Regions from separate parts of the Danio rerio genome. Here region 2 is linked to region 1. A link is a contact called in public Hi-C data. All regions are on one chromosome and are shown on one strand. The core of a region is the stretch at or near the end of the contact, and the rest is flanking DNA. Distances in the headings are between cores, read along the strand shown.

What was found. A called contact is a pair of places that touch in the nucleus more often than the background predicts.
Region 2: a contact with region 1 is called in a Hi-C map of embryo, with 2.9 times the contacts expected there. The contact joins two enhancer-like sites. A contact is called at or near these places in 6 of 18 Hi-C or Micro-C datasets (caudal fin, embryo, fibroblasts and 2 more) and 1 of 4 datasets of contacts at active chromatin or transcription factors (caudal fin).

The regions. Positions count from the first base shown.
Region 1 is chr6:17,227,704-17,231,355 of GRCz12tu, forward strand. It overlaps agap1 (ArfGAP with GTPase domain, ankyrin repeat and PH domain 1), which reads right to left. Exons shown (of 18, transcript XR_012407728.1): 3 at 3,491-3,578. Among named protein-coding and RNA genes, the nearest start is that of gbx2, 180 kb to the left of the region's middle. Within about 2 kb of position 2,103, at least 5 of the 62 cell types and tissues checked have an H3K27ac peak or open chromatin away from gene starts, as enhancers often do.
Region 2 is chr6:17,334,446-17,338,097 of GRCz12tu, forward strand. The region is part of intron 1 of agap1 (ArfGAP with GTPase domain, ankyrin repeat and PH domain 1); the gene reads right to left. Among named protein-coding and RNA genes, the nearest start is that of agap1, 76 kb to the right of the region's middle. Within about 2 kb of position 1,641, at least 23 of the 62 cell types and tissues checked have an H3K27ac peak or open chromatin away from gene starts, as enhancers often do.

The DNA of each region.
Region 1 (3,652 bases), core at 853-3,352:
AATTAAAGAATTATAGAAATTAATTACAGAAGTAATTATATGCAAGTATCAAGTCAATCATAATACAATGCAAAAATGTGTATTTACACAATAAGAACATTAAATGACAAATGATTAATTTCAGTGTGAGTACTTATTAAACCAACTTAATATAAAGTGAGACCAAAACAAAATAGTAAAATCAAAATTGTGATTTGAGACAAAATTTGCATCGTGAGTTCAATGAATCATTACATCCCTATAGTCCTAAAGAGCTGCGTAACAAGTTCGTCCAGTTTCTTAAAATATATAATAAGACTATTTTGCTGGAAATGTTAGTGGTTAGTTTATGTTTTGCACTAAAAAAAGTTGAAACTTGTAGTATTTATAACAGCGGTCATCAAACTTGCTCTTGGACAGCCTGATTTTAGCTCCAGCCCTAATCAAACACATTTAAACAAGCTAATCAAGGTCTTACTATGTATACTTGAAACATCCAGGCAGGTGTGTTGAAGCAAGTTGGAGCTAAACCCTGCAGGGACACCGGCTCTCCAGGACCAAGATTGGTGACCTTTGATTTATTGTTGACTGGTGAAGATATTCATGACTTGATTTCAAGTGTTTAAAGAAAAAAATGATTAATGGATCCCAATTTAAAGGAAATGTGTTGTTTTTTCTTCATTACACCAAATAAAATGTTAATCCTTGTTGAAAATGAACACAAAGATGTGCCTTTATATTAAAGTAGTGCACATTTTAAACCAGGTTTTAAAAATATTACTATTTACCACTGACCCATTTAACAAAAAAAAAAAGTCATTGCAGTTATCGAGTTATCAAGATTTTGCAGTTTGCAAGGCAAAACCTCATTCAGGAAAGATTAAAAGTCCAACATTGATAACTCTTATAGCCAGAGGGGCTGGTCTGCACCAAACTGCTGATCCCAGCAGAGCTGTCTTTCTAAACAACAAAACTGTGGTGGCATGAGCAAAAACTGACTTATTTACCCATACAGGGTTCTGGGTTTTGAAATAGTAAATGCAAGGTCTTTGTAGCCACCACAAAGCCTGTAGGGATTTTTCTTTCTTCTTGCGTAAACAAACACACACAGTCGGTCTTGTGATAATATCTCCTAATGAGTTCTCTGAGAATGCATCTATTCATGTAGCATGTGTGATAGAAACAGGGGCCGGTGTAAAAAACCCTTGCGGCCGACTGCTTTCATTGCAGAGCGCGCTGTAAAAATGTGCTCCAGCTCTACTTAGTGGTTTTGAGGTCGGGGTTCACTCTACCCAAGCTAGGGAACACTATTTTTAAACCCCGAATAGCGTAACTTCAAAAAAAAAAGTAGGAAAACATTTCAAGGGCTTGGTAGTTTTACTGGAATGTAAATTTAGAAATAGAAATCACCGCTTTCTGTTGCTAAAATGTGACATCACTTTATTGGAAATCAGAGTTTATCGTATACGTCTATCATCAGATGGCGTGCTGGCCTCAAAAGTGAACGCTTTGAGCGAGTCGTTTAAGACAAACTTCAACAGTCTCTGATGTCGTTGAAGTTTCCCTTGGCCCTCTCTGCTATAATCCAGTGCGGCAAACAGGCAATTGACATTTCTGGGGCTTTTTTCTTGCAGGGCGATTTCCTGGTAGACCACTGGTATGCGACGGGTTGAGTTTTATATGGTAAAGTGCAAAGGAGAGGACGAGACGTGATTAAGGCCTGTTGGTCCGCTAACTGCCCTGTGACCTCATGCTCTCTATGGGACCCTCATGCATTGCAGTTAATAAATTTAACTTTCAGCAATCTTTAAATAAAGCCCTGATTTTTAAAGGTTTACCTACATTTTGGCCAACTCGGCTCTGTTTGAAATGCCAGCTTATAACATGGCTACATAATAACAGTCATAAAAGAAGTGAAATATTGATACAGGGAGCTTTTGAAAGCAGATCCTCGCTCGGGAAAGACAGCATATTGTGGTGGTCTGGCGGCGTGCCTTGAATGTTCTCAATTATACATGGAGAGTATGGCAGAATCTTCCAGCGCAACTGTACTCGGCTAACAAACTAACAGCAGGTGTGCAGAGAGAAAGAAAAAGAGATAATAAGAGGGAAAGCAGAAAGGAGAACGAGAAATAAAAAGTATCTTTGGGTTATGCCTTGGCTGTGTAAAAAAGAAAGGAATATTAACTGTATTAACACAAACATTTAAGACTTAAAGAGATAGTTCAGCCAAAAATGAATTTGAGAGTCCAAAAATAAAATGAATATCCGTGGCTCTTAATGATACTTTGATCCTTATGAAGCAAAACAATTTGTCTGTAATAAAACTGATCATCATTTACAAAATGATTATCATTAATCTACAGCTTTAGCATTCAGAGCTTTTTGTTGTATATGGCATTTTTATACCAGGTCACTTAATGCTTTTTCTCAAATTCTACAGCTGTCTGACTTGTGAAAATGGTTCCATTTACATTTGGCCATATAAATGTTTCTCCATTAAATGGATATAAATCCAATCTTGGAAGGGCATAGCAGCATAAAACATGCCAGAGTAATTGGTGGTTCATTCCGCTGTGGTGACCACTGATAAATCAGGGACTAAGCTGAAGGATAGTGAGTAAGTGAAATCCAATCTTCAAATCCCACACTATATGCAAATTTAACTAGGTTACATTGACAAAGCATTTTATTTAATAACTTTAGAGAAACGTAACCTGCAATCTTTTTTGCATTGGAAATAATTCCAATAATCCCAAATGGTCATTTGTGGCATTGCAGTTGTGCGTTACAAATAAGTGCTGTTATATCTTACTATGTCTAGCAACTGTGGTTCTCAACCAATTTATGCATGGGAGTGAAGCAACGCAACTCACACGGGTAGGTCAGGTGATCATGCAAAATGGTGGATGTAGTATGTCCGAATTCCATTCATACTGCTCACATTGATACTGTAGAGAACATACTTTTCGAATAGCTGAGTAGTACATTTAAATTCTACTGCAGTGCCCACTGAGTAGTAGACGATTTCGGACGCAGCCCAAGTCTCCTTAACCAAACACACCTGATTCAGATCATCAGCTCATTAGCAGAGATTAGAAGACCTGAAAAAGTTGGAACAGACAAAGCAAAACGTGCAGTGCTGGTGGTCCTCCAGCAATATTGTTGAGAACCACTGTCCTAGAGCATTTAGAAGGTCTAATGCGTTTAGACCGGTCCAGTTTCATCAGGATTGAGTCTTAAGCCTGGTTTATACTTCTGCGTCAAGTGATCGGCGCACTCCCTCTGGAAGTAATGTTCTACTTAAGAAAAAAAATTATCTATATCTTGGATGGCCATACATAAGCAACAAATGTTCATTTTTAGCTGAACTATGTAAAAAACAGAAGGACACATGTCCGCTATTGTAAACAGTGTTTGGAAAGTATCAAAGTGAAAGTAAAAAAAGTCTTTACAATATTACTAGTGAGACAAAAAAGCATTTGAATAATCCCCGTATTTAAACACCTACCTTCAGGACTCTCTTCCTGTACATATGTCCCTGTCAGATACCTGTGCACCAGCGCAGACTTCCCACTGGCCAAGTTACCCACAATGCCCTGCGTACACACACACATCGAAATTTTAGGTGACAGCATCACATTTTAATAGGAGTGTGAGGAGACTCTTATTT
Region 2 (3,652 bases), core at 391-2,890, 110 kb after region 1:
TAAATAGACAAAAAAATAACTTTTTCTTTTTCGAAAACAGGCCTTCCAGTATGCAAACTCAAATAAATCAATCTCAAAAGCGCAATGAACTGTGATTTGATGATGAGAAGTAAGCTGTTAAAACCACTCATTTGTGATTTAGCACAGAGAATAATGTGTGTAACAGGCAATAAAGAAACAAGGCCGTAGGATTCACTCAAAATGGAGAATAATGTGTGTAAATGTAGGCCAAAACATATATAGAAATAAAAAATTAAAAGCCTGTATCAGAAAAAAAGTATTGCAAACTCGAGTAAATCAATCTCAAAAGCATGATAAATTGTGAAAAAACAAGCCTGTATCAAAAAAAGTGCCAAACCGAGAACCACATCTTCACTCAGAATGGGGAATAATGTGTGTAAACAGACCAATATATATATATATAACCTAAAACCCTGTATCAAAAAAATACTAAATCACTAAATAGATAAGAGTTGGCCCTCTATAGAATAAAAAATATTGGTTTTATTTTTAAATTGTATATATTACATTGTTTTATTTGTGCATTTATGAGGGAAAAGCGTTGGTTTGGATGTCACATCTCTCTGTTATGGACAGATGTGAAATTGCCACTTGTGTGACTTTGGTAAATCAAATATAATGGTTTAAAACATTGACAGAGACAATCTTAAGTATTTCTAAAGTGCTGTAAAATACTTGCTTAAACAAACTTAGAAACTATTTATGTAGTTTGGTGAAAACTTTATTTTTTTCATGGCAAGGTTGACATTTGCATGCATTGCTTGTGTATAAACAGGCGTGAATTGTGATTGGATGGTGAGAAGTAATCTGAAAAACATTCAATGATTTCTGATTCAACACAGAGTACAAAGTGTGTGACAGGCAACCCAAAAATCAGCCCATTTTAGAGTGCCAAACTGAAAACCACAATATAAACAGGCAGAAAAAAGTACGGAGAACAACTGACTGAGTAAAATTAATGAACATGCAGTGGACAAAAAAATAAATACAACAAAACAACCATATTCTTTTTGTTTAGTTTTTTTTTTTTTTTTCTAAAACGGGCCTTTAGGTATGAAACCACAATTAAATCAATCTCAAAAGCGTGATGAACTGTGATTGGAGGGTGAAAAAAACAAGCCTGTATCAGGAAAACTGACAAACTGAGAACAACAGATTCACTCAGGATGGAGAATAATGTGTAAACAGGCCATAAATGTATATATATATAGAAATAAAACATTTTCATAAAAAATGCTAATTCACTCAAATTAAAGAAAACACAATAAAATAACAATAAATATAAATAAATCACATCAAAACAACCACTTTTTTGGTTTAGTTTCATAATGGAGAATAATGTGTATGAACAAGCATAAAAAATTTTGGTTTAGTTTGCATTTTTTTTCTAAAACAGTGTATTGCAATCTCAAATAAAACAATCTCAAAAGTGTGATGAATAGTGATTAGATGGTGCAAGATAATCTGTGAAAAACATTTAATGATTTCTGGACATGAAAAAAAGATTTCAGTATAAAACATCTGTAGGATTTGATATTTGTTCTGAACTTATTGTAAGCGTTTTAAAGCTCACTGCTGCCACACAGTGTTGTGAATGCGCGAGTGCACGTTAGAACAGAGGCTGCTTTTGTGCTGCATATTTTGAAGGCCACATTTCTCATTTGTATTCATACTAACAGAGTGTCCTTACAAGTCTATAAATAAACCCATGAAGACATACGCAGGAATGAGAGAGAGAGGGTGTTGATTTCATATTTTACGGGCATTTTGGAGTGAAAACGAGAAGCCGCAGTGATAAAAGACATACTGTATAATGGTGGTCTTTAACACTGTATCAGTCTGTACATAATCTCTCTGAAATATTACTGTGAATCTTGTTGAAATATTTTTACCATTTAAAATGATTGTGTCCCTTCAAAATGTGGAGCCACACACTTCTCTATAAGTTATTTATTTCATTTGATCTGTTATTCTTATGTATTCTTGAAGATATTGTACTATGTTGTGTACTGTGAAATGGCCTTTGTACTCATTCTGTTCAAGTTAAATATTAGTTTATTTTCTTATGCTAAAAATAATGAAAAACAAATCAATTATAATTTACAGACAGATGAATTTTCACACCTTCAGTCTTTAGTATCAAATGATCCCTTAGAAATTAAATAAATTTTCAAGTAACAATTATTTTTAACCTCAATCTTGAAAACACCTGCACCACTACACATAACTTATTACACAATGTTGCTTTTTGTATTTTTTATTTTACAACAGTAGTGTCTTTTATAATATCTTTTAATTATTAAAAAAGAAAAAATAATAGTATTATTTAATAGAAATTATTATTTTAAATAAATGTATTTTTAAATATATGTTGCTCAAATAAATGTTGCCCAAAACTGAATCCCTTTATGTTTATTCATGCACCGTTAATGAATAAAGGAAATAACTTCATTCAAAAAATATATTAGCAGCTTGACTATTTTAAATGGTGGTATACATGTTTTTGAGTTATAATATAATATAATATAATATATAATATAATATAATATAATATAATATAATATAATATAATATAATATAATATAATATAATATAATATAAGGCTGATGACGGCCAATCTGAATCTCCAAAACAAATGTTTAATAAAAAAAAAAAAAAAAATAAGCACTATCCTTATTTAAAAAATGCATAGTTGCAATCTAAACAACTACATTCTTGTCTAAAAAAGCCTCAAAAGTACATTATGTTGTCCAACAGCTGCAATATTTGTCAAACTGAAGTGTCCAGTCAAGAACCAGATAGAACTGTTGTATATAATATAATATAATATAATATAATATAATATAATATAATATAATATAATATAATATAATATTAGGCGACATGGTGGCGCAGTAGGTAGTGCTGTCGCCTCACAGCAAGAAGGTCGCTGGTTCGAGCCTCGGCTGGGTCAGTTGGCATTTCGGCATGGAGTATGAATGTTCTCCCCGTGTTTGCATGGGCTTCTTCCAGGTGCTATGGTTTCCCCCACAGTCCACAGACATGTGGTACAGGTGAATTGGGTAAGCTAAATTTTCCGTAGTGTATGAGTGTGAATAAGTGTGTATGGATGTTTCCCAGAGATAGGTTGCAACTGGAAAGGCATCCGCTGAGTAAAAACATATGCTGGATAAGTTGGTGGTTCATTCCACTGTGGCAACCCCAGATTAATAAACGGACTAAGCCAAAAAGAAAATGAATGAACAAATTAATAATATAATATAATATAATATAATATAATATAATATAATATAATATAATATAATATAATATAATATAATATAATATAATATAATATATAGCTCTTTAGCTCATATAGGAAAAAGAAAGCTACATTTCCTCTCACCGTGACAACTCAAAAAAGGCACAAGGTTACCAGCTCAAGGTTACTATCGGCTGTCTTCGCTTCACCTGTGGTGCTATTCTAAGTGATGGATGGAGTGACGGACAAACACAGGCATGCATGAAAACAAGCGCAAACAGGCTAGACAAATCCTGAATGTCACACAGGCCAGGCAGTGGAGCAGACTCGGCTGAGAGATCCAGACTGCCTGAAGGTGATTCACACTGACAGAAGGGCTCCACACAGACT